3 separate regions of the Mus musculus genome follow, and regions 1 and 3 are each linked to region 2. The links are chromatin contacts, called in public Hi-C maps. All regions are on one chromosome and are shown on one strand. Each heading gives the region's core, a stretch centred on a gene start, on an enhancer-like site or on the middle of the called end of the contact. The rest is flanking DNA. Distances are from core to core; before and after follow the strand shown.

Region 1 (4,432 bases), core at 1,114-3,613, 290 kb before region 2:
CTTTGGGCCATTTGTTTTGAGTCAAACAACCATCTTAGAGTTTGTGTTCCCAGCACGTTCTCCACAGGACCTTTGGTCCTTGTCAAGGTTCTGAGATAAAACGAATTGGGACACTCAAGGACTGTGTCTAGGTTTTTCAAACCCACACTGCAGATTTTAAGGAGACCTTCACATGAGCGATGTGTGACTCTCCAGGAGGCAGGCTCGGTGGTACATGGTTTCCAGAGTTATTTGCCGATTTATTTTTTCTGGAACATCTCCAAGAGCTAAGCTTCTTTGAGAAATGCTCGGCCAGAACATCACCATGATGGGTATTATTATTAGAAAGAATTTGTTGTTTTCTCTTAAAATACACAGGGCAATGGCTTAGATAGTTACTGCTCGGATTCTTAATACCTAATTTTAAAATTTAAAGCAACAGTACATAGGTATAAAAGCAGTAACAATCCCAGGGCACCTCAGGTCTCAGTGAGAGACTCTGTCAAAGAATAAGGTGGAGAGCACCTGAGAAGACACCCAGGGTTGACGTTTGGCCCACCCATGCACACTCACATGTGTGTGCACACTCCTTATAAGCCATTCATGGTGTTTTATAGATGTATTTAGTCTGCCTTTTTAATTTTTCTTTTTTAGACAGATTCACGTACCTTATGCTGGCCTTAAACTTGTAAACAAAACAAAACAAAACAAAGATGCCCTTAATGTTGTGATCATCTCAGGTCTATCTCTGAGTGCTGAGAGCACAGGTGCATCTTCATTACGGGTTTATGCAGTGCAGGAAGGCAAACCTAGGGCCCTGTGCATTCTAGACAAGGACTCCACCAACCACGGTTCCTCCCCACCCCCAGTGAAGTCTTGTATACTTAGGATAACTCAATGATTAAGATTTTCATCCATATGATAGTGTAATGTTAAAGTGGATGAAAACATGCAAATTTGATGATATATTTAGACTTCATTCACAAAGGCACAATAGTAATGCAATTAGAGCCCAGGATCAGACATAGCTTCAATATATGCCCTTAGGAAAGTTACCAACTGGAAGTATTGAGTATTGCATAGGTATTATGATCTATCTACCTCATAGACTTCTAAGATTAAATTCATGAATGTACACATTACACACACACGCTCCCCCACAGACACTAATGCTCGCACATACTAGCACATCTTTTTATGTCATAGCATGGGATTCTCATATGTAAGTGCCTAATTATGTTGATTCTATGGGGACAAGGTGGAATTTCTGAAGTTTCCTAGAAAATGGGAACATTAATGGTAGAGTAGAAAAGATGAGCAGGTGTTAGGCACAGAAATGGCAGGCTCCTGTCTAAAGCAGACTTACACCGTGAAGTAAGGCAGAGTAAACTCAGAAAGATCATCAGAGTGTGAACAGAAACATGGCACCAGAGATCAGCAGTGGCTGAATCACAGAGCCTTAAATCCAAATGAGACACACTGCTAAATCATAGTCAGGTAGTGGGAGCCAACGAGGTGTTTCAACAGTGAAGAGACCTCCTCAGAGTTGATGCAAGGCAGTACTATACCCGGGGCTGAGTGCTAACCATTGCCTGGCAACGAAATGGTCAGACCCTGCTTAGAACTACTGAATCCATCTCTAAAACAGGCTACAGAGGATTGTTCTTGGGCAAGTTCTCGTGCCAGGTTGTTTTACTGTGGAAGTTGGAGAGGGACTCCTTCAGATGGAGGACTGCGGTTCATGGAGGTTAGGACCTTCTCCACTTAGATCCGGGGGCGGGGGGGGGGGGAGGGTACAGAGACCTTCTGCAGGCAAGTGATGGTGGGGGTGTCTATGCTCAGTAAACAACAGCAGAGAAAAAAGGAGGAGAGTCGGTGACCAACAGAAATCTGATAGAGTTGACTCTCTGGAAACTCAGTCACTACCTGGCTGTTACATTAAGAAAAGGGGGGAGGGGAGGATTCAGCGATGACTCCCAGGTTCCCTGCATCATCAACAGATTATACTGCTATGAATTAATATGAAGATTGTAGCACCAGTATAAAGCTTTGGAAGTATAGTGGGGGGACTCAGATGATGCCACACAGATCACCGAATGTTGGACTTATGGCCCCTCCACGCCCCAAATACACAGGACTAAAATCTCGAGTGTCTCACATATTTAGGCTTCACAAACATCCAGAGTGGGGGTGAGGAGCCGGAAAGTACAACCAGAAAGAGGACAGCGTAGAGAGTCTGGGTTAGCATCGGATGTTTTGTGGGCCTGTATCCAAGGCATTTATCTCTTGAATCTCCTCCTAGAGCATTTCCTCTGAGCACTCGACACACCAGATTTGCTAACCCACTTGAGGTTCTCTGACCACAGCTGCTGCCACAACCCCAGGCCTTTACTCATGCCATAGCCTCGGCAGTGATGGTTTTAGCCAAGATGGCTTCTGTGGTGCCAGCTTCATACCTAGTTGAAGCATACATAGTTGGCTGGTAAAGACATGAAGTCCTGGCTGAGAGCAGCCAGCTCACACAGAGAAGTGGCAGAAAGAGAGAGAAAGAGAAAGAGACAGAGAGAGAGAGAGAGAGAGAGAGAGAGAGAGAGAGAGAGAGAGAGAGAGAGATGACTCAGAGGATGTATCACTGGAGTGAGATGATTCATCATGCCTGTGTTGCTCGATAGAACCCGAGCTACCCAGGACTCTGAAGCAAAGCAGAGAAACAAGAGAAAGTAGACAAGTCCCAGCCTGGAGGCAGAAGATGGAAGTCTATGCAAGAGTCATTTGAAATTGGAGGAGGCCTGGTGGAGATAGGTTTGATGTAGACCAGTTCATAGGATCATGGTAGTAAATTTAGGGGTGGAATATTGACAACTTCATTCCCCCCCCTCCCCAATGAAACAGGGTCAAGTTGAGTATGAAAATCCCTCTGTCTCTGTCTTTCTCTTTGTCTCTGTCTCTGTCTCTCTATTTCTGTCTTCTGTCTCTCTGCCTGTCTGCCTGTCTGTCTATAGAAACAGGCCTTTTTCTCTGTTTGGAGAAAGGGCCAAGGGAATATTGCTTGTATCTAACAGGAAAGGATCCAACTCTTCATTCAAAGTCTTGGTAGGGAGACTCCACTAGAAACAGGCCATTTTCTCCAAAGGAAGTCTTAGCAGTGTCTGTTATGACACTGTTATGCAAGGTTTATTGATTGATTTTATTTTTAAAAAGATTTACTTATACATTTATTTTATGTGTGTGAGTGTTTGTCTACATGTTTGAACATGTACCACATGTGTGTCTGTTGCCCATGGGGAAGATGGCATCAGATCTCTTGGAACTGGAATGACAGTTTCAAGCCACCATGTGGGTGCTGTGAACTGAACTTGGGTCCTCTGCAGGGGTAGTGAGTACTGTTAACAGCTGAGCCACCTCTTCAACTCCTGATTTTCATGAAGACTTTTTATTGGGACGGTGCAGAAGGTCAAGGGTCATTTCTAAGCAGAGTTTTATGCTCCATGGACTAACATGGACGAAACTCTCCATTGAAAGTCCTCACCTTCCATAATTCAAACACATTATTTTAACATCTGTCTATGTCTGTACTATATAAATGACCCAGGCACTCACTAACAGTGCAGTCCACGGGAGCCAGCAACATTGTAGGTGGACAAAGACCTGATTCATTTTATTTCTTTGGTTGAGTTTGTCTTATCGCTTAACTCTTGACTGTGAACAAACCATGCTGTGCTATATCTCGGGAACTGTCAGTCAGTGTAAGGTCTGAGATATGTACCTGAAGCATGATGGCTTTATGTCTTTAGGCACCCTAATATGATGGTAAACATTGATACTGAGCTATAGCTTAATGTCATGTATATGTTACAGGCTTCCTTAGAGCAATAATATAAAATCTTCATGATCATCCCAGGATGTAGAAAATGGTTCAGTCTTGTTTTGTAAAGGAAACAGATCTAAAAGGAAGGGCGTTGAAGGTGGTGTGGAACACACTGATATCGCCTGTCTCTTCTCCCATCAGCTGGCGTGAAATTAGCTTCCACTTTGACTCGGCCGAAGCGTCTCTGTTTGTTATAAGGATTATAAAATAATAAAATGTGATTTGTAAAATATCACCAAACATTGGTATCTAAAGGGAATATGTATTTCCCGACATCACAAGTAAAATGTTTACACAGCTGACTGGCGTTCATCCAAGTCACATCTTCACTAAAAGGCACAAGCCTTTATCTTCCTTCCACGACGGACATTGTTTTTCTTAACCAAGAAACAAAGAGGTTCCTCTGCCACAAAGTTATTAATAAGAAACAGCAACTCAGCAAGGCCACTTTTGCTGGTAGTTGAGTTTAACCCCCCTCACGTTGAATCTCACACCATGTGAGCTGCACGGTGTTCTTGGGTAAGCGTATAACACATTATCAACGTGGCAACAAACACGGGTTTTTTGTTTGTTTGTTTGTTTTGT
Region 2 (4,525 bases), core at 84-2,583:
TTTTAATTACCCTGTGGTTCTCAATACAAGGCAATGCTTGCCTGTATTCCAAAAACAGTCTCATTGTTCTAAGGGAAGGAGAATGGCGGCCTGGGAATAGAGGGGTTCGGGCCAATTTTCTGCTGTAGCTAAGGGTTCAAAGGAATTCTTGAATGTGTTTCCTGGACGAGAGTGTGATCAATGACCTGGAAACTACTAACTACTAACTAAACTCAAAGAGAGGATAGTGGTGAGTCCCTGGGCTTTATTTACCCTTAGCAAGTTTGCAAGGCAATGCTTTGGCCAGAGTTGGGCTTCCAGTGATGGCTGGAAAGGTGGCTCTGTCCTGGATAATTCAGGCCTAAGGATTTTGTTGTAGACTAAAAATTGCCTCAGTTCTCTGCTTCATGTGACTTGACTGCACTCAGTGCTGGCAGGCATGTTGCCTCAGTTCTCTGCTTCATGTGACTTGATCCACTCAGTGCTGGCAGGCATGGTGGGGTTGGGGTTGGAGGTTTGTCTCTAAGCCTTATTATGCTTTAGGGACTGTCATTGAAAAGTGCAGGCTGGCGCTGTGTGAAGTAGAACTGTGCCCCAGTCTGTACTTAGGAATCAAGGCCTATTCACGCCCTTCCTTCCTTCCTTCCTTCCTTCCTTCCTTCCTTCCTTCCTTCCTTCCTTCCTTCCTTCGTTCCTTCCTCCCTTCCTCCCTCCCTCCCTCCCTCCCTTTCTCTCTCCCTCCTTCTCTCCTTTCTCTCTCTCTCTTTCTCTCTTTCTTTCTTTCTTTCTTTCTTTCTTTCTTTCTTTCTTTCTCTCTCTCTTTCTCTCTCTCTTCTTTCTTTCTTTCTTTCTTTCTTTCTTTCTTTCTTTCTTTCTTTCTTTCTTTCTTTCTTTCTTTCTGTGGTTTCTTGCTTTCTTCCCCTCCCTCCTCCTCCCCCCTCTTTCTCTCTCTCTCTTTCCTTCTCTCTCTCTCTCTCTTACTTAATTTAGTGAAGGAAGTCCTAGGTCGCTAATTCCCATTGTAGTGCTCATGTCTTAGTAGGCCTAGTGTCTGCAGTGTGTGAGCCTCTGCTTCCTTCTTTCTATCCAAGTATGCACAGCCAGTCTGGACAGTATGCAGCAGCTGTCGTAGACTAGTGTTAACTGTCAGCATTTGAGTGTCTAAGTTGTTCAACTTAGCACTTCTAGAAAAAAGTGTGTAGATCCTAATTTAGGGAACTGAAGGGGACAGATACTGATTAGAATAAAGAGTGAAATCATGTGCCCCCTGATGAAACACCAAGCAAGCCTTGTACCTCCTCCAACCAACCCGCTTTCTCTTCCTTCCCACCCACGCTGGCTTGGGGAAATGAAAGTTAGTGTGAACTCATTTTTCTCCTGATGAATCACTGTGGGAAAGTCAGTTTAGCAGAATATGTTGTCAGTGTAGTTGAAACAAAGTGGTTAGAGGACCGGCATTGGGCTGTTTTGTTTTGTTTTTCAAGTGATTACGAATCCTAAGTGCAGATCATCGGTGGTGCTATGGAGATGTGTACTTGGAGAGCACACACGTGCTAGAGACAGTCGACTGCTTATCATCCTGTAGTCACAGATTTCATTTAAATAATTGGCATATCTGGTTTTAGGAAATTAAATAAATCAAAGTGATTCTAATATAACTATTGTGGGTGGCACTGTCCCTACAGAGACCAGCAAAGAACATCTAAGTCAGTGTGTTGGGTTTTTTTTTTCTTTTTTAGAGTTAAATTGTTAATACTCCCCTGTAGCTATCAGTACATGATGGTAATGATAACATAAATATCCAGCACAGTGACTGACATGGTTTGAGGACATGGGCTACGTTTGAAATACGTTCCTACAAATCACTACACTCCGAGTAAGAACCAGTTGCTAAACCTCACTGAACTCAGTTTCCTGGGACTTCCAGGAAGCTTCTCTGGGTCTGCTTTGTGGTGGGCCTGTGCTAACTAAAGAGAAGTGGAATGCTGGGGCCTAATGGTCTTCAGGATTAGAATTCACTTCCTCAGCTTGCTGAGAGTCAAAGGTAAATTAGCAAGTGCTTGCAGCATCCTGGCTGTGGGCTTCCACCTTCTCTTCTGCCAGAATCCTTTGCGTTTTGTTTAATTGTATTTGTGGAGAGAAGGGGTAAGAGGCTAATGGCTACTACTCTGTAGCAGATGAAGGCCTGACAGAAGCTCAGTTCACCCCTCCAGCCGTGTGCCAGGAGACAAGATCGTTCTTCATAGAAAAGAGTGGTTGTCACCCAGCTCAGACACTGAAAATAGACTTATGCAAGATCTGTTACATAATTTCAAAAGTTCTAGATTGAAAATGGATAAGGACCACACGAAGACTTTGTTGTGCAGACTCCATCTTTGTCATAGCAGCTGTTACAATTGTGCTCGCTAATCCAGATATGTAGAAAAGATCCTAAGACGCTCTTTCCACCCCGCCATTTTCAAAAGCCTGGCTGTGGCTTACCAAGATTTAAAGGCGTGATGGATCCAGGCCTGCTCTGCCTTTGACGGCCTCCTTTTGGGGACACACAATGGCCCAGTTTGAAGGCTGTCCAGATGGAGGTGGGGGTGGGCTGTTGAATATGACAGGTGTGCTAGACCAAGTCCTGTGCCAAAGGAAATCAGAAAGGAAATAAAGCCATCATCCTTGGATGATAAGAGCTTTCCTTGTGGATAAATACTCAGTGAATTGTAGCCGAGGTAGGACTCAGCAATGGAGAACAGATCAAAGGTAGAAAAAGACAAGCAGAGTCCCCAGGATCAGAGAGTGATGGTTAGGGCTATACAAATAGCCAGGCAAACAGCTTTGGGTGAAAGAGAGAGCTTGAGAAGAGGTGAGGCTCTAAGGATCTGAGCACTCAAACTCGTTTAAAAGCTAATGAAAAAACAATGAGCCAAGAAACCCATTCCCTCGGGAACCCACATGCTCTTCACTATTAGATTAGGTGTTAGGTAAGTGAACGGAATTGGATAACTTAGAGGCTTATTTTCAGTTATAGTCACTTACTGAACTAACCCTGTGTATGCTGTAAAAGTGCTAAGAAGTATGTTATCAGAAGCTGCTCTCTACCTAGCCAAAAACTAACAAGGCCGCTGTGAAGAGCACAGGAGAGATGGAAACAGAATAAGCCAAGGGATTCTTAGGCTCTGCCATTTATATGAGAGTGTATTTGAGAATAACACCTTTCTAGGGAGCCAGGACCTGGAAACTCTGGACACCCAAGCCAGCAACTTTCAGGTTCTTATCTCCTGAGTTCAAGGGATGAAATCCATAGATCACAGAAGGTGAGAATAATCTTTTATAGATGCATAGCTGGGAGCTTAAGAGGGAGCAAAAGAACTGTGATGTTTGAGTTGGGCATGGACACAAACCAGATGATGATGAGCCAACATTTGTTGGGAAAGTGGAGCTTCAGAGAAAGAGTAGGGAAGCCCAGAGAACAAGAAAAAATATAATTTGGCTCTGTTCAGTACCTGAAAGAGACAGAAGAGAAGACAAAGGGGAAAGTTAAGCTTTTCTGATTCAGGACTCAGAAAGCTGGACAGCCCCAACAGAGGGAGGCTCCCGAGGTCTGTGCTGGTGGGCAAGAGCTTTGGGGAAGCTCTCACTAAAGGGCTCATGAGTTCTTTGGTCTCTTGAGCATATTTTAAGGTAAATTCACCTTCCTGAGTGGGAGGGCGGAGTAGTCCCTTGGCTAGATGATGGCCAGCTCAACTGGATCAACCTCAAGAGAGGAGGCAATGACAGGACTCCATCGAGAGATTTTGTTTGGGAGGCTGCTAGTTTCCCTAAGACTTCAACTCTACTGTGTACATGTATAAGTGACACACTTCCTCTGACAGAGTGTTGTCTGAAAAAAAATAAAATAACTAGAAAAATCACAGAACTGCTTATTGCATGAGCTGAACTCTCTAAATATGGGTGTTTTGTAACAGGAGGAATAGGTTGGTAACAGACCTGCATTCCTCAATGTAAAACTAGCCTTGTGTGTTTAAGGCTTGGCTCATGGGGAATGGCACTATTAGGAGGTGTGGCCTTGGAGTAGGTGTGGCAGTGTTGGTGTACACACACACACACACACACACACACACACCATCTGTCACTGGACTAGAGCACTCCAGTTTGCAAGCAATACCCAGAGATCTTCCCCTCTCCATATTCTGGCACTAGGACTACAATTACAGGGCACCATGACTTTCATTTTGTTGGTTTGGTTTTTCAAGGTAGGGTTTCTCTGTGTAGCCCTGGCTGTCCTGGAATTCATGTTTTAGACCAGGCAGGTCTCAAATTCACAGAGACCCACCTGCCTCTGCCTTCCAAGTGCTGGGATTAAAGGTGTGCGTCACCACTGCCTGGCTACCATACCCATTTTTAAAATATGGGTTCTAGGGATCAAATGCAGGTCCTTGTGCTTACAGGATAAACACATTTCCGATGCAGGCAACACCTCAGCCTTGTTTGTTTGTTTGTTTGTTTGTCTGTTTGGTTTTAATTTAGTTCTGCAGTTCTCCAATGTGGGCTTTGTAGG
Region 3 (4,369 bases), core at 1,228-3,727, 360 kb before region 2:
ATATAATATACAGAGATAATATATCTATATATAAAATATATACACTATATGTAATATAATATATCACTATATTATATATGTTGTATATATATGTATAGTATATGCATATAATATGTATGGTATACTATATATAGCATATATGTGTGTATATATATATATATGTACTATATATACATATACATACTAGGTAGACATTCTATATATACAATATATTGTAAATACTTTATATATACACTGTATATACATATATGGTATGCATACATATATATGTACATATACTATTATGTATATACTATATGTGTGTATATACAGTGTAGTATATGTATAAAGTATATATATGGTATAGTATACTTATATATGCTATATCTATATATCTTATCACTATATAGTATATATACTATATATAGTATATGTATATTATTATATAATATAGATAGTATATAGTGATATAATATATAGATCCCTATAACAAAAGCTACAAGGAGAAAATACACAGTAAGTTCACATGACTAGGACATAGGACAAGCTCTGCTGCGATGGATGCTCATGCAGAAGTACGGTGTGACAAACGGGTGAGAGCTAATGGAAACAAGCTGGAGCAGAGGGAAGTGTAACAAGACTGCAGATTCTTTGGTTGTGTCTGTGTGACATTCTTCCCTGTCACCTGAAAGCCTTTAGTGAAGAAAGGGTGGGACCCTTAAAATGAGAGACTTTTCCTGTTTTGTGGGTTTTCTTAGCCTCCTTCAGTTTACTCTGTGCAGTCTGCTAAAGTGCTCTGTCTCTGGGCCTCTAATTTGGAACGGGACAGGACCAACATCTAGGTAAAGACAGGTGGAAGTGGGGTAGCCTCTTCCAACACAGGCTTCAGCTATTCCTTGGAGTGTTTGGAAATGATGGGCAGTATATGGAATTGCCCCATCTTGAGAAAATTGTCCCCAAAGTTTGTTTGTATCTTGAGTTTTAGAGGAATGGCAGACAGCCTGGTCTAGGCTGCCCTGTTTGCTTGACTCCTATAGAGTGATTTATTGGATCTCCATTACCTGCCAGCATTCCAAGTGGCGTTAGTGGTCCGGCATCACAGCAGCTGCACGGTACCAATCCACCATGATACTGGCTGGGTAATTCAAGGACTCAGCCAAAGAGGAGAAACCCACAGAGTGATGAATGTAGCCCCGGGTACTTTCTATTTCAGTGCAAGTATATGAATGTATATTTACTGGCCACTCTTTTAGTTATGGGTACATGAGCATTATTTTAATGTGGTCCTATATTTGGTGGTCTGTATCCTATAAGAATGATGTAAGTCACTATGTGACATAGGCTGCTAACTCAGAGCTGCTTATGAAACACGATTGTCTCTTTTATATATAATTTGAAAGTAATGTTTTCCAGTGGTGTGCCATCATTATGTTGAAGTTCTTAAATCAGCCTTTATAGGTTGTTAGACTGCAGATACACACGTTTTAGGGCACTGAATTTTCTACAAACCTCATAGGCTAAGGCAGCTGCAGTCTTTCTCACTGGTGCCTGGATCCTCATGACCCCCACTTCAGCTCCTCTCTCTGATTGTCACCTGGACCCACCTCCCTGTGACCAGCTCTACATTTCTCTTGCCTCTGTATTCATTTTCCAGCTTTAGGTATTTTCTCCTGATAACCCACTGTGGAAACTGGAATTTGAGTTTCAATACCTGTTTCCCTTGCTGTCATCCAAACATGGATCTAACACTGACCCATTTGCCATCATTTAAGCAGACTCACAGTTTAAGACTACACTAACTTCCCCGTGTACACTTTTGGGGGTTTTGTTCTGTTTGCTTTATTAAAAAATAAAAATTATAAAGAACTCTTTCTGCCCTGGCTTCTTTGGCTGAGAGGGGACAATGTATGCTGAGAGGTGTGCAAGTGGGGATTATCAAATTTCATTTACTTTGGTTTTTGTGTATCACTCCCTGATTCCCTTCAAGGCTTCTACAGAGCTCTGTGTAGTCTTTCAATATCTTTGGCTCCTTACTTAGTATGCAGTGAACATGGTGAAAATACACGGAGCCAACACTCCAGACTGTTGTATGAACAACAAAATCATTTTGCAGAGAAAGCAATGCATTCAGGACTCTAAATAAGACTACCCAATTGCATGAACTTGAGCTACCATACCGAGTTGCTGTTTTATAATCTAAAATGAAAGAACTTGATTTGATAATCCCTCGGGTCTCTTCCAGCAATAGGATTCTATTATGAAGTCAAAGATACACACACAAAAAAATGATAAGATTGTAGTAATTGTAACTGCTCCCACCATGGCCACTGCCTCAGAGGGCCACAGAACAACTGACTAGCCATCAGTGAGTGCGATTATGGTGACATCTCTCAGTGGGGTAAGGGAAAATTTGGTTAAATTATTCCCAGCAGTGGTCCAACCCTTCAGGACACCTGGCTGTAGTTTAGGGACCTACCACTAAATGTCGCTATAGGTCGCGTCTCTAAGAGGTCAGAGCAGTGTCTCAGGAGCAGTGTCTCAGGGCTGCTACACCTGACCTGTTAGGACTGCTGGCTAACTCCTCCACTGGGGACTCTGTGCTCCATCTAATGGATGACTGTGAGCATCCACTTCTGTATTAGTCAGGCACAGAGTCCCCAATGAAGGAGCTAGAGAAAGTACCCAAGGAGCTGAAGGGGATTGCAGACCCCTAGAAGGAACAACAATATGAACTAACCAGTAACCCCAGAGCTCTCTGGGACTAAACCATCAACCAAAGAAAACACACGGAGAGACTCATGGCTCTAGCTGCATATGTAGCCGAGGATGGCCTAGTGGATCATCAATGGGAGGAGAGGCCCTTGGTCCTGTAAAGGTCCCCTATGCCCCAGTATAGGGGAATGCCAGGGCCAGAAAGCAGGAATAGGTGGGTTGGTGAGCAGGGGGAGGGGGAGAAGATAGGGGATTTTCGGAGGGGAAACTAGGAAAGAGGTAACATTTGAAATGAAAATAAAGAAAATATCTAATTAAAAAAAAAAGAAGTGCTGGCTAAGTTTCTGTTAGATTTAGAAGTACCTGCTTTCTGTGCTCAAATTCAACCACGGGGTGAGATGGAAATCAAGAGTGGCTCTGAGACAAAAGAGGTGAACCCTCAAATACAGCTCCCCCATACACTCTCTTTCCTCCAGCACCACCCTCCCACAGACACTTGTTACTGCTGTGAACTAGATAAACCAGAGCTTAAAGGTACTCTCAGTGGAGAAACTGCTCTGCTCTGGCTCTGGCTCTCGTCTTCCTGACTTCTCTCTCAAGAAGACAACAAAAGTTGCAAGAAGAAATATAGTCTCTATGTATGTAAAATTCAGGACACTTACTGCATTTTCCTAATGAAAAGATGACCATGTTTTCATATTTTCTATATGTTGTCATGGCAACACACAATGGGCTATGAACAGTGGTCTCTCGTTTGACAAAATATTGTATCTCCATGGGATATGGTATTTATTTTATTATTTAATCTATTAGGGGCTTATCTGAGCTGTTGTGGACATTATTTGATGGATGAAGTCTGGTTGTCTTAAGAGACTCTGAAGGAAAGAGAGCAACATTTGTTCAGTCTGCGGAGTTGCCTGCACCATGCACTTTGCATCTGCAACTGTATTTAATGCTACAAACACTGGGAGGTGACCACATTGGTTTTCATTTCCAGTCGAAGAAACAGAGGGCCAGAGGTTTAATAATGAAGGTCTGTCTTTGGAGCTGAATAGTTTTGTGCTTCTGATTAACTATACCTTTTCTGTTAATTTGCATGTATGTTTTAGGGTTCGTTGTGTCTTTTACAGATGATATTTTTTCTAATACAGAGAACTCATCCATCTTTTGACAATGTTGAGCAGTTATGGCTGCCCTTCAAAATGTAGAATTCTTTGATTAAACAACATAATGTTAGTTGTTCTGAGTTCCAGCCCCAATCTTTGTGATATAAAGTGGGTCTTAAAGTTTCCCCGAGGTGCATTTACTCTGGAGAATAAACAGAAGACAGAATGGGTACAGAATTGTGGTTTGATACACCATGTTGGGAAACAGTTCTCCAAATGTCCTGAACTTACAAAGAAAAACAACAACAAAAATAAAACAAAGTAAAGCAAACCAAACCAAACACAAACACATATGCACACATACACACACAAACATATGCACACATACATATATGCACATATATACACACACGTACACATACACACGCATGCGTATACACGTGCACTCATACACAGATGTGCACACACATCAACACACATTCACGTCTCTCTGCAAAAGCCAGTTTATTCTGGAAACTCAAAGACGAGAGTTGGAAGAAAATGATTTTCAAATTGTTACTGTTTTCATAAAG

The links. A called contact is a pair of places that touch in the nucleus more often than the background predicts.
Region 1: a contact with region 2 is called in a Hi-C map of bone marrow-derived macrophages, with 28 read pairs. The contact joins two enhancer-like sites. A contact is called at or near these places in 4 of 484 Hi-C or Micro-C datasets (Th1 cells, bone marrow-derived macrophages, nephron progenitors and 1 more), 3 of 115 datasets of contacts at active chromatin or transcription factors (CD8 T cells, bone marrow-derived macrophages and pancreatic cancer cells) and 1 of 9 other capture datasets (embryonic stem cells).
Region 3: a contact with region 2 is called in a Hi-C map of bone marrow-derived macrophages, with 34 read pairs. The contact joins two enhancer-like sites. A contact is called at or near these places in 1 of 39 promoter capture datasets (liver), 6 of 15 datasets of contacts at CTCF or cohesin (CD8 T cells, the NIH/3T3 cell line, embryonic stem cells and 2 more), 114 of 484 Hi-C or Micro-C datasets (the AML12 cell line, the AtT-20 cell line, B cells and 59 more), 14 of 115 datasets of contacts at active chromatin or transcription factors (Th17 cells, astrocytes, bone marrow-derived dendritic cells and 9 more) and 1 of 9 other capture datasets (embryonic stem cells).

What each region holds. Positions count from the first base shown.
Region 1 is chr5:99,497,807-99,502,238 of GRCm38.p6, reverse strand. All of the region lies in intron 2 of A930011G23Rik (RIKEN cDNA A930011G23 gene), which reads left to right. Gm35253 (a long non-coding RNA gene) reads left to right here. Exons shown (of 4, transcript XR_880469.2): 2 at 1-4,432. Among named protein-coding and RNA genes, the nearest start is that of Gm35172, 8.4 kb to the left of the region's middle. Within about 2 kb of position 2,363, at least 43 of the 459 cell types and tissues checked have an H3K27ac peak or open chromatin away from gene starts, as enhancers often do. A contact at or near this core is called in bone marrow-derived macrophages, where this site is marked.
Region 2 is chr5:99,211,374-99,215,898 of GRCm38.p6, reverse strand. No RefSeq gene overlaps it. Among named protein-coding and RNA genes, the nearest start is that of Rasgef1b, 39 kb to the left of the region's middle. Within about 2 kb of position 1,333, at least 78 of the 459 cell types and tissues checked have an H3K27ac peak or open chromatin away from gene starts, as enhancers often do. A contact at or near this core is called in bone marrow-derived macrophages, where this site is marked.
Region 3 is chr5:99,577,014-99,581,382 of GRCm38.p6, reverse strand. The region is part of intron 1 of A930011G23Rik (RIKEN cDNA A930011G23 gene); the gene reads left to right. Among named protein-coding and RNA genes, the nearest start is that of 4930405H06Rik, 35 kb to the left of the region's middle. Within about 2 kb of position 2,477, at least 3 of the 459 cell types and tissues checked have an H3K27ac peak or open chromatin away from gene starts, as enhancers often do. A contact at or near this core is called in bone marrow-derived macrophages, where this site is marked.